Regions from separate parts of the Mus musculus genome. Here all the other regions are linked to region 3. The links are chromatin contacts, called in public Hi-C and promoter capture Hi-C maps. All regions are on one chromosome and are shown on one strand. Each heading gives the region's core, a stretch centred on a gene start, on an enhancer-like site or on the middle of the called end of the contact. The rest is flanking DNA. Distances are from core to core; before and after follow the strand shown. Region 1 overlaps Xkr9 (X-linked Kx blood group related 9). Region 2 has its middle 68 kb from the start of Tram1. Region 3 holds the start of Tram1 (translocating chain-associating membrane protein 1).

The links. Promoter capture Hi-C pulls out the DNA fragments that hold promoters and counts their contacts. Hi-C and Micro-C count contacts between places; a contact is called where the count stands out from the background.
Region 1: a contact with region 3 is called in a promoter capture Hi-C map of liver, with 2.2 times the contacts expected there. The contact joins the enhancer-like site here to the promoter of Tram1 in region 3. A contact is called at or near these places in 1 of 39 promoter capture datasets (liver), 1 of 15 datasets of contacts at CTCF or cohesin (large pre-B cells), 3 of 484 Hi-C or Micro-C datasets (liver and nephron progenitors) and 1 of 115 datasets of contacts at active chromatin or transcription factors (DN3 thymocytes).
Region 2: a Hi-C map of CD4 T cells shows a contact between it and region 3, with 3 times the contacts expected there. The contact joins the enhancer-like site here to the promoter of Tram1 in region 3. A contact is called at or near these places in 1 of 15 datasets of contacts at CTCF or cohesin (the G1E-ER4 cell line), 3 of 484 Hi-C or Micro-C datasets (CD4 T cells, embryonic stem cells and liver), 3 of 115 datasets of contacts at active chromatin or transcription factors (effector CD8 T cells and embryonic stem cells) and 2 of 9 other capture datasets (adipose tissue and liver).

Annotation. Positions count from the first base shown.
Region 1 is chr1:13,698,111-13,701,306 of GRCm38.p6, forward strand. Xkr9 (X-linked Kx blood group related 9) reads left to right here. Exons shown (of 4, transcript NM_001011873.2): 4 at 2,645-3,196. Among named protein-coding and RNA genes, the nearest start is that of Xkr9, 31 kb to the left of the region's middle. Within about 2 kb of position 1,366, at least 4 of the 459 cell types and tissues checked have an H3K27ac peak or open chromatin away from gene starts, as enhancers often do. A contact at or near this core is called in liver, where this site is marked.
Region 2 is chr1:13,520,271-13,523,562 of GRCm38.p6, forward strand. No RefSeq gene overlaps it. Among named protein-coding and RNA genes, the nearest start is that of Tram1, 68 kb to the right of the region's middle. Within about 2 kb of position 1,606, at least 11 of the 459 cell types and tissues checked have an H3K27ac peak or open chromatin away from gene starts, as enhancers often do.
Region 3 is chr1:13,588,610-13,591,902 of GRCm38.p6, forward strand. Tram1 (translocating chain-associating membrane protein 1) reads right to left here and starts at 1,301. Exons shown (of 11, transcript NM_028173.5): 1 at 991-1,301. The coding sequence starts at 1,113.

The DNA of each region.
Region 1 (3,196 bases), core at 116-2,615, 110 kb after region 3:
CTCTAAGAAATTAAATCTTGAGGGTTGTCTGAAAAAGGGGGAGTTGTGAGTTCTCTAGTTACAAAGTCATTAGTGGCAAAGGGCCAATAGTGATGAGGTTGGTTTCTTTGATCACTGATTGGCCCAGCTGCATGAAAGAGCAGGATGACAGACTCAGGCTCCAAAGTCCAATTTTATCTATATTTCAATCTTTGGGCAGAGGGTGTGGAGGGTGGGCAGAGCCTGGAAGAATTTAGTCTGAAGTCCTCCTGGGTTGTCTGTCATCTTAACATAGTATACCATCTTGTTTATTCTAGCTCTGGGTAGTGGCTGCACTGAGTACCCTAAGGCACATGGAAAAGGAGTGCTTGTTGCTTCTCAGTTTGCTAAGCATGGCAGGATGGTGTCAGTGGAGACCCTCTCCTCACAACTCAGAGGCTACATCTGTTCAGATATGGAGAAGGGCAGCCATTCACTGAGCAAAATGAGTCTGTTCTAAGCTCCAGCAGGGAACATCTGCCCACCCAGGACCTCTCCTGCCCTGCTGTCTGGGAACTCATCTCTCCACTCAGCATGGGAAGTAGATGGGAAGTAGGCTATGAGCATCAGCTTTCTCACTTAAGGACTAAAGGATTCATAGGCAACCCTTCCACTGAAAACATGGCATTGTATACGATACTTAGAAAGACTTTCCTAAATGCAAAATATCTGAGGTAACATATGGAACTGAGGATGCTCTCAGAAAAATATCTGATGTAATATATGGAAGTGGGAATGCTCTCAGCCTGACTAGAACTAATAAGGCGTTTGTACCCTGAGGGCTTTTCTGAGTCTCACAAACAGGAGTCATCAGTTTTGATGACTTCTCAGAGTGTGGGAGACAGAAATCAAGTGTGAAGGAAGGCAAATGCTAATTACAGGAAGCAAAAATGCTCTAAAAGAAGAAGATATAGTTTCTGAGAGGTTAAAAAAAAATAGCCCCAAGCCAACACAAGCCCTACTGATGTCGTTATGATTAAGTGAACATTGAAGATTTTTGCTAAACACCATTTTGTTTCTCTTTGGGGAGTTGGAGGGAGAGGGCTGGAGGACGGCCATATTTATATGTGCCAAGCTTTCCTTTCTCTGAATGGGAAGTGAGTGAGCAGGTCCACTACAGATAAACTCAGACTGTGCTTTGTGTAGAACTATGACAGCGTGTGTCAAAGGGACAACTAGGGGAGCTCTAAGGGACATCTTCTGGGGGTTACAGCTCACTGTCAAGGGAGCTAAAGCGAGTGACTGCTGGGTTCTTCAAGGACTGTAGAACTTTTAAAACTATGCATATGCATTAATTTGGTGGAGATTAAAGCCAGGCATGGTGGTGTACACTTGTAATCCCAGCACTCAGGAGCTGGAAGCACACAGCTTAACTTGAGTTTAAAACTACCCTGGACTACATAGTGGACTCTGTTTCACAAAACAAAACAAAACAAAACAAAACAAAACAAAACACAGCAAAAACAAAGGAAAGCAAAGCAAAACAAAGCAAAAAACAAAACTAAACAAAACAAAGCCAAGCCCCCCCCCCCAAAAAAAAAACATCCCCCAATATAAAAACACATCACATGGGCAGGAAAGATAGGTTAGCAGTTAAGAGTATTTACTGCTCTTGCACAAGGTTCAGGTTCAGGTTCCAAAAGCCATGCGATGACTCATGATTATCCCTAACTCCAGCTCCAGGAGATCAGTGCCCTCTTCTGACCTCCATGGGCACCAGGCGCATGCAGGCCAGACAGCCATAGATATAACATTGAAAAAAACCAAAAACCCAACACACCAGATAATTTAGGAGAAAGCAGTATTGTAATTAAAGAATAGGAGAAAAGTTAAGTCCAGGTTCTTAGTGTTTTGTGCCAAAATCAAGAGAGGAGAAAGACGTTTGTAAGAAGATTTGTCAAGAAATGACATTGGAAATCTGGCTGTACATGTATAGACCTCAGATACTAAGTACCCGAAAGGACTCATATTCTATATTCTCTGTGACTATTTCTTTCTGTCTTTGCTTCTATTTGCTTCACTTTTTAAACCATCCTCTGCTTTGAGTGAGGTAGTAATGACTTGTATTTTCAGAACAGTAATGAACTTCTGCTGTGTGCTGGTAAAGGTGCCAAATCTATAGAACTTTGTAAATTTTGGAGTCTGTTTGTTCATATGATGTAGAGTCTGTAGGTTCTGAAAAATTATTTTGTTAATGATGTATACTTATGTTAAATTTTCTTTTTATCTGTCTCATAATCCATTAAGCTATCTCCCAGTGAATTAAGTATGGTATAGGGTTAAAGCCAAATAGTGTAGAAAACCAAGACTTACAATTGTAGTGTTTAGCCAAGGTATTATTTATTGAATCTATTCAAGATAATTCTAAAGTAGTATGATACAGTTGATTAGCCTACCAATAAATATTAGTTCCATCACTTTCTAGTTGCACAATAAGAGTCAAGGAATATATTTCTTCAATTTTCCTCAGCTCTACTAATGCAATGTGGGGATATCGAAGAATTAGACATATAAGCTATGGCATGTGTCTACACTGCTACAGCATGCAGGGCACATGCTAGTTTATTGTTACTAATATTACTGTTACCATTTCTAACCTAGTGTGTTTTTTGTTTTTCTTTTGTAGGCATGGTCATCATGGTTTCCTGCTGTGCTATTTCTTGGTCAACTGTTGACTATCAAATAGCTTTAAGAAAATCATTGCCCGATAAAAATCTTCTCCGAGGACTCTGGCCCAAACTCATGTATCTCTTTTACAAGTTGCTTACCTTGTTATCCTGGATGCTGAGTGTTGTACTTCTGCTGTTCGTAGATGTGAGGGTTGCTTTGCTTCTGCTATTATTTCTTTGGATCACAGGCTTCATATGGGCATTTATAAACCATACTCAGTTTTGTAATTCTGTAAGTATGGAGTTCTTATATAGGATTGTGGTTGGATTCATCCTTGTGTTTACATTTTTTAATATCAAGGGGCAGAATACCAAATGCCCAATGTCTTGTTATTATACTGTAAGAGTGCTAGGCACCCTGGGAATCTTGACTGTATTCTGGATCTACCCTCTTTCTATCTTTAACTCTGACTATTTTATCCCTATTAGTGCCACCATAGTTCTTGCTCTTCTCCTTGGGATTATTTTTCTTGGTGTTTATTATGGAAATTTTCACCCAAATAGAAATG
Region 2 (3,292 bases), core at 356-2,855, 68 kb before region 3:
TATAACTCTTACTAATAATTTTCATAATTGTTTCTACTATATGTTGTTGATTATTATAAGAGAATGAGGCTTTTTAATTAGACAAAAAAGGAAAATTGTTGAGCTTTGGTCTTCTTCTTATAGTGTAATACTAAATACTGGCCCACAGGCCTGGTTGCCTCTAGGGGAAAAAGAGTCTCCATATACTCAAGTGACACTATATAGCCTTGCCCCTCAGTTACCACTGACTAATGAATAGAGATGCCACAGCCAATAGCTGGGCAGAAGAGAGATAGGCAGTGTTCTTGAGTTCCCAGGCTTGGGAGTCTGAGGAGAAGAAGCAGGAGAGAGGAGGAAGCCACCATTGGGTAAGTGAGTTAAAAATGTGTGGCCTGAGGGCTGAACAATTGGGGTTAAGAGCAGTGCAAATGGAACATTGCAAGTTATATTTCAGGGATATTGATGGGGAAATAGATTCTAATAGCATAGAGGGTAGATATCTGCCCAGCTCTAGTGTTGACTAAGTTTTACCATAAAAATAAAAGTTATTTGTCTTTTATCTGGGAACTGAATGATAAAAGCAGGGCAGAAACCCTAAATTGAGATTAAATAATTATGAAAACAACTGGGTCTTTACAGAAATGTCAAGTAGGTTGCTAAATAGCAGAAAGAATACAAAAGTGGGTATTATCAATTAATTCTTCCTGAATTCATTCGTTGAAGTCTCAACCCGAATTGTGACAAGGCTTGAGGATAAATAGGGCTTTTGTGGAGGTAACTAAAGCTAAATGAGGTCATAAGGATGGAGCCTATGTCAGTGAGATTACTGCCTTTGTAAAAAGAGGAAGAAGCAGCTAAGAGTCTCTCTTCTTGTGAGAGATAGAAAAGAAGAGTTTGAGCAGGGTGTGGTGGCACATGCAGAGGCAGAGGCAGATGGATTGCTGAGTTATAGGCCAGCCTGGTCTACAGAATGAATTCCAGGACAGCCAGGGTTACAAAGAGAAACCCTGCATGCAAAAATAGATAAGTAAATAAAGAAATAAAAATAAAAGGAAGGAGAAGATGTCTTGGGTGCCCAGCCAGCACATTGGTCTTTTTTTTTTTTTGGTTTTTCGAGACAGGGTTTCTTTCTCTGTGTAGCCCTGGCTGTTCTGGAACTCACTTTGTAGACCAGGCTGGCCTCGAACTCAGAAATCCACCTGCCTCTGCCTCCCAAGTGCTGGGATTAAAGGCGTGCACCACCACTGCCCAGCCAGCAGATTGGTCTTAAACAGTTTTCAGAATGGTAAAATTTAAATGCAAACAAATGTCAATGTGGTTATTGGTTAAGTCGCTGGCCTTTGGCATTCTTATGGCCATCTAAGCAAATTAACATAGCAGGTATGAAACTGTGAAAGCGTAGAGACAAGGCGGAGAAGGGGGTAAAGGATGGCTCTGCGTGGGGTTCATTTGCTGCTGTGTGGTCGTTGGACTCATCAAAACTTTTGTACTGATCATCAGCTTTTTCTAAAGATTCTGGGTTTTGGTTTTGGTTTGGTTTTGGTTTTGGTTTTACAAGTCACTTTAAACAACTGAGGAAACAAGTCACCTAAAACAATAGAGGAAAGAGAAAGTAGAAACTTCTCTTGGAAGCCACTGTCCCCATCCTGTGAAGGAACTGTGGCATGGACCACACCTAGGACAGTACCTCACCCCCCATCCAAAGTCCAATTTGTCTTTGAAAAGGAGAGTGGAAAAAAGGTGAGGTCAAAGGACACTTGTGTTCCAGGTAGAGGCTGATTTGCAGAGTCCCACGAGCTCATGAACCTCCTAGTTTGCTACTTCTTTATGGAGAACAGGATCTAGGAGAGACTTAGAGAAATAGGAGGACAATAGGAATTACTGATCGTGCTTGAAGCCCAAAGGAGGGCAAACTATCACTCCAGTCAGGCTAACCCACACCCACTGCCGTTTTAAAAAATTATTTATTGATTCATGTCTGTGTGAATATTTTGCTCATATGCATGTATGTACACTATGTGTGCTTATTGGATTCCCCTGGTACTGCAGTTATGTATGAACCATTATGTGGGTACTGGGAATGGAACTCAGGTCTTCTGCAAGAGCAACAATACTCTTAAGTATTGAGACATCTCTCCAGCATCCCCACTGCCTTTTAAATTAGGCCTATTACAAGGCCCAGAATACTCTAAGCCCAATGGACTAAGGGTTTTTTTTTATTTGTAACTACTGAAAAGTTTAAGTGACAAGCTAAAAGGAGACCTGCTCTCATAAAGTTATAGCTGACAAAATTCCATTTGTAGTTTGTATGTGTTTATATATGTGTATATTTTTGCATATGCATGTATGCAGGTATGTGTATATATGTATATGTATGTATGTATGTATGTATGTAGGTAGGTGTGTGTTTGTATATTTATGTATATGTATAGGTGTGTGTTTATATATGTGTATAGGTGTATGTTTATGTATGTGTATATATATATATATATGCATGTATGTGTCTAGGGGTGTGTGTGTGTGTGTGTGTGTGTTTGTGTGTGTGTGTGTGTGTGTGTGTGTGTGTGTGTGTGTGTGTGTGTGTTAAAAGATACAGAACAGCGGTTGTGACTTCTTCCTGTAGCTGACTTGCTGGTTTGGTTTTCAGGCATTAGTTTTTGACTGACAACCAACTCTGTACATCCTATAGATGTATTCTTGCATAACTTACTCTTTCTTTCTTTTTTTAATTGTTCACTTCTTCCTGTATAGTTTCTGTCTGTCCTGGTTATAGTTTCTATTGCTGTTATAAGCAACTTACAGCTCATGGGCCAACCTCCATTATGAGGGAAGTCAGGGCAGGAACTCAAGACAGAATCCTAAGGCCAAAACTGAAGGAGAGGCCACCAGGGTGCTGCTTGCAGGCTACCTCCACATGGCTTGCCCAGTCTGCTTTCTTATACCGTCCTGGACCACATGTGAAGAGGTTGCACAAGCCACAATGGGCTGATTCTTCTCATATCTGTTATTAATGAAGAAAATGCACCACAGGTAAATGACTCTAGCCTGTGTTAAGTTGACGTAAAACAAGTCAGTATTCTGTTATTAGAGAAATCAGAGTTATTCTTAATAGGTTTTTTTGTTTGTTTGTTTTTGTTTTTTCGAGACAGGGTTTCTCTGTACTTAATAGGTTTTTAATTTGCTTTTCAGAGCCTCAGTTTAAATAAGCACACACAACCCCATTCACCCATGTTCTTTGTTAACTTAAATTCTACAGGCTGAGCAGCATATGTGCTTAAGAAAGCATGCATGTGCAAGTGTTCTTAAGCACCCA
Region 3 (3,293 bases), core at 51-2,550:
GTAGATTCAGAAAAGACTTTTGGAAGAGAAAAAACATCATATAACATAGAAAATTATCTAATGACACCAAATTGGCTCCATGGAAAACAAAAAACAAAATCGTAATCACTTTTCATCACTGGCTGTCTCATTTCATTAGTTCCTTGCTTTCAACTCAAACCTTTAAAGCTCGATTCTTCACAGCGGAAAAAGACTAGTAAAAATGGATGACAAAATATTTATCCTCACTAGGTTACATGCCAGGGAGAGAGGAGACAAAATGGTAATCATCAATATATCAATATATTTAATGAGACTCAGTGGCTTACAGATAAAAAAAAAAAAAATGGAAGGGGGAGGGGAGTGGGCGGAAGTACTGAGGAAGGTGGAAAAAAAAAAAAAACCCGTAGGATGTTACAGGTTCACCTTGCAAACTTTATTACCCACATTCAACAGCTGTTAAATAAGTCATCAAAATACTCAGATCTGTGGGAAGAGAATTTACACACTCCTGACAGTCTCATCGCCTCTGCTTCAAGAAAGGAAATCGCTCAACTCCTCAACACAGCTGTTGCGAGCCTCGCATCGGGATCAGACCCGATGCTCCGGGAACCCAGAGTCCAGAGCCCAGGCGGAAAGTTGGACGAGCGGCCGTCGGCGGGCAGGGGGCCACCGGGTTCGAACACCCGGTCCTCGCCCTCCGCGCAGGCAGCGGCCGAGGCCGTGGGTCGGGGTCGAGCAGGGGTCCCTGTTAGTCATCCGGCCCCGCTGCCCCGGCCCCGGGTCCGCCCATCGCGCAGGGCCAGCACGGCCGCGCCCGCCACCCCCGCCGGCCCCTCGCCGGCTGCCACGTAACCCTTCGCGGGAAGCAGGAACTGCGCGGCGCGGGAGGGGGCGGCGGGCCGGACCGGGCCAGGGCTGCAGGGCCGCGGGGGGCTGCGCAGCTCCGGCCGGGTACGCTAGGGTCGGCGGGCCTGGCCAGGGGTCCGGGGTCCGGGAAGGAGGGCTCACCTCGAACATAAGCCCCAGCAGGAAAAGCATCGCCAGGCAGGAGACGATGTCCGCGTGATTCTGCAGCAAGAATTCGTGGCTCAGCAGCGGCGGGTTCTTGTTGCTCTTCTTGCGAATCGCCATGGTGGAGCCGCCGCCTGTGCCTGCAGGTGCTTCCTCCGCCCCGCTCCGAGCTCTCGGCTGCTCACCGCCGCGCCGCCGCCTCCCGCTGGCTGCTCCGCACAGCCCCGCCGCAGCCGCTCGCTGGGGCTTCACTTCCCATCCCACAGCCAGTACGCAGCCGCCGGGGCGGCCCGAGAAAAAAAAAAAAAAAAAAAAAAAAAAAAAAAAAAAAAAAAAGGCCAGCCTGCAGCGGTGGCGAGCATGCGCACCAGGAAGAAACCGCGCGCTCGCGCCGTGGCCGCACCTGGTGGCCCACAGCGCCCCCTGTGGGCTGGAGGTCGCGGAACGCGAGTGGCGCGCGGAGGTTTCGCGCTGGGAGTTGGGAGTCGTTTGGGGCGCGAGCTTCCTGGGAATGGTTCATACCTTCGCGTGCTGCTGCAGCATGCACGGCTGCTGGGTGCCTTCGCGCCCTCCCGACCCACCCTGGCCTTGGTGCTACCACGTTCCACACTTGTTGGCCACTTGTGTAAGCGATAGCCACCGTCTAGAAAATTTGGAAAAACGAAGTAGCCTGCTTGTTCAAGGGCTTTTCGCGAGTTTGAGCCTTCCAACGTTGCTGTGGATGAGCTAGTGGTTGACTCCTGTAGTCCCATTGTTTGGGACGCTGAGGCAGGAGAAGTGCTCTGAGTTTAATACCATCCAGGGCTACATAGAAGCATCTTGTTTCTAAGTCAAAAATCAAAAACCAAAACCAAACCAAACCAAAAATCCCCTAAGTGTTAAACGCTTGCTTACCTCAGAGTTAAGCTCTTTTCTGTCCTGTCCAACTCCCCGGTCCCCACTGGAAGTTTAGATTTACTTGTTACATGGTATTAACACTACTTAGGAATCCCAAGAAATCGTGAAAAGGGATCCCTTGCCAAATCCTCCACTCTCCTACTTCTGTTTAACCCGGGGTATTTATTTTTTTCTGAAAAAGTGCACTACTTGCCCAGTCCAGAAGCTAAAATCCTAGGTTGCATCTTTTTATTAGCCTTTTGACATCTAATATAGCACCAAATCCAGGCAATTCAGTCTCTTTCCCTATTCCCACCGCTATAGTATAGCCAGGAGGGGGCCTGGCCTGGAATATTACATTTCCAGTGTAATCATGGTAGTTTAAAAAGGTGGTTACTGCCGGCAGTGGTCACACGGGCCTTTAATCCCAGTACTTGGGAGGCATAGGCAGGCGGATTTCTGAGTTCGAGGCCCGCCTGGTTTATAGAGTGAGTTCCAGGATAACCAGGACTACACAAAGAAACCCTGTTTTGAAAAATCAAAAAAAAAAAAGTGGTTATTGCGTCAATTTATTATTATGCTCAACTTATTGCCTGTGTTTCTACAGACAAGTTACTTCTATGAGGCTCAATTCCCTTACTTATGTATCCATTGGCTCAACAAGTAAGGATAGAGAGTTGACCTAGTAGAAACTTCACTGGGGATTCAGAACATAAGGGAAATGTCAAATTAACTGATCATTATGGGCTTACATTCTCATGCTGGAGAGAGAATCTTTTTAAAATATTTTAAAAGTGCAATGTGTTAAGTGGAGCTGAAGCACCAGGAGGAGAAGCTTAGGACAGCTGACGAGGAAGCAAAGCCAGTAGGTTTCATTTGTTGGGAGGGTGATGGCGTCCACCTCAATTATCCAAGGGGCTTCTTCAAGGCTCAAGAGAGCGGGGCACTAGACTTAGCTATTATTTTCCTTTCTGGTTAACATTGTGTTTTACTTAGTTCCAGGTCAGTTCCCACTTGCTCCCCATCTAGAATGTTCTTTGTGAAAGCACTGTTCTTTCCTGTTTTCTCCTTTTCTTTCATGGAAAACTATCCTTTCATGATCTGGTCCTGCTTGCCCAAAACAGGCTTGGTCTTGTCCTTCAGTCTCCCCCACTCCTGACTCTGATTTGCATTGCGGAAGACTAAGAAGCTATGGCATGCTTTCCCAAACTCCTTTCTGCCTTTGTGTCATTTTTTGTCTTTGTCTGGAACATTTTCTTGTCTTCTCTACCTAGCAGAGTTTGTGGTTCCTTCAAGTCTTCACAGATACCAAGGCTGACCAAACCAACCTGATCTTATGATCACACTATATTCTAACAGAGCTTGGATATAAAAATTATAGAGTTCACTAATTTAAGGTGTATGTTCCTATTGGCTATCATGTA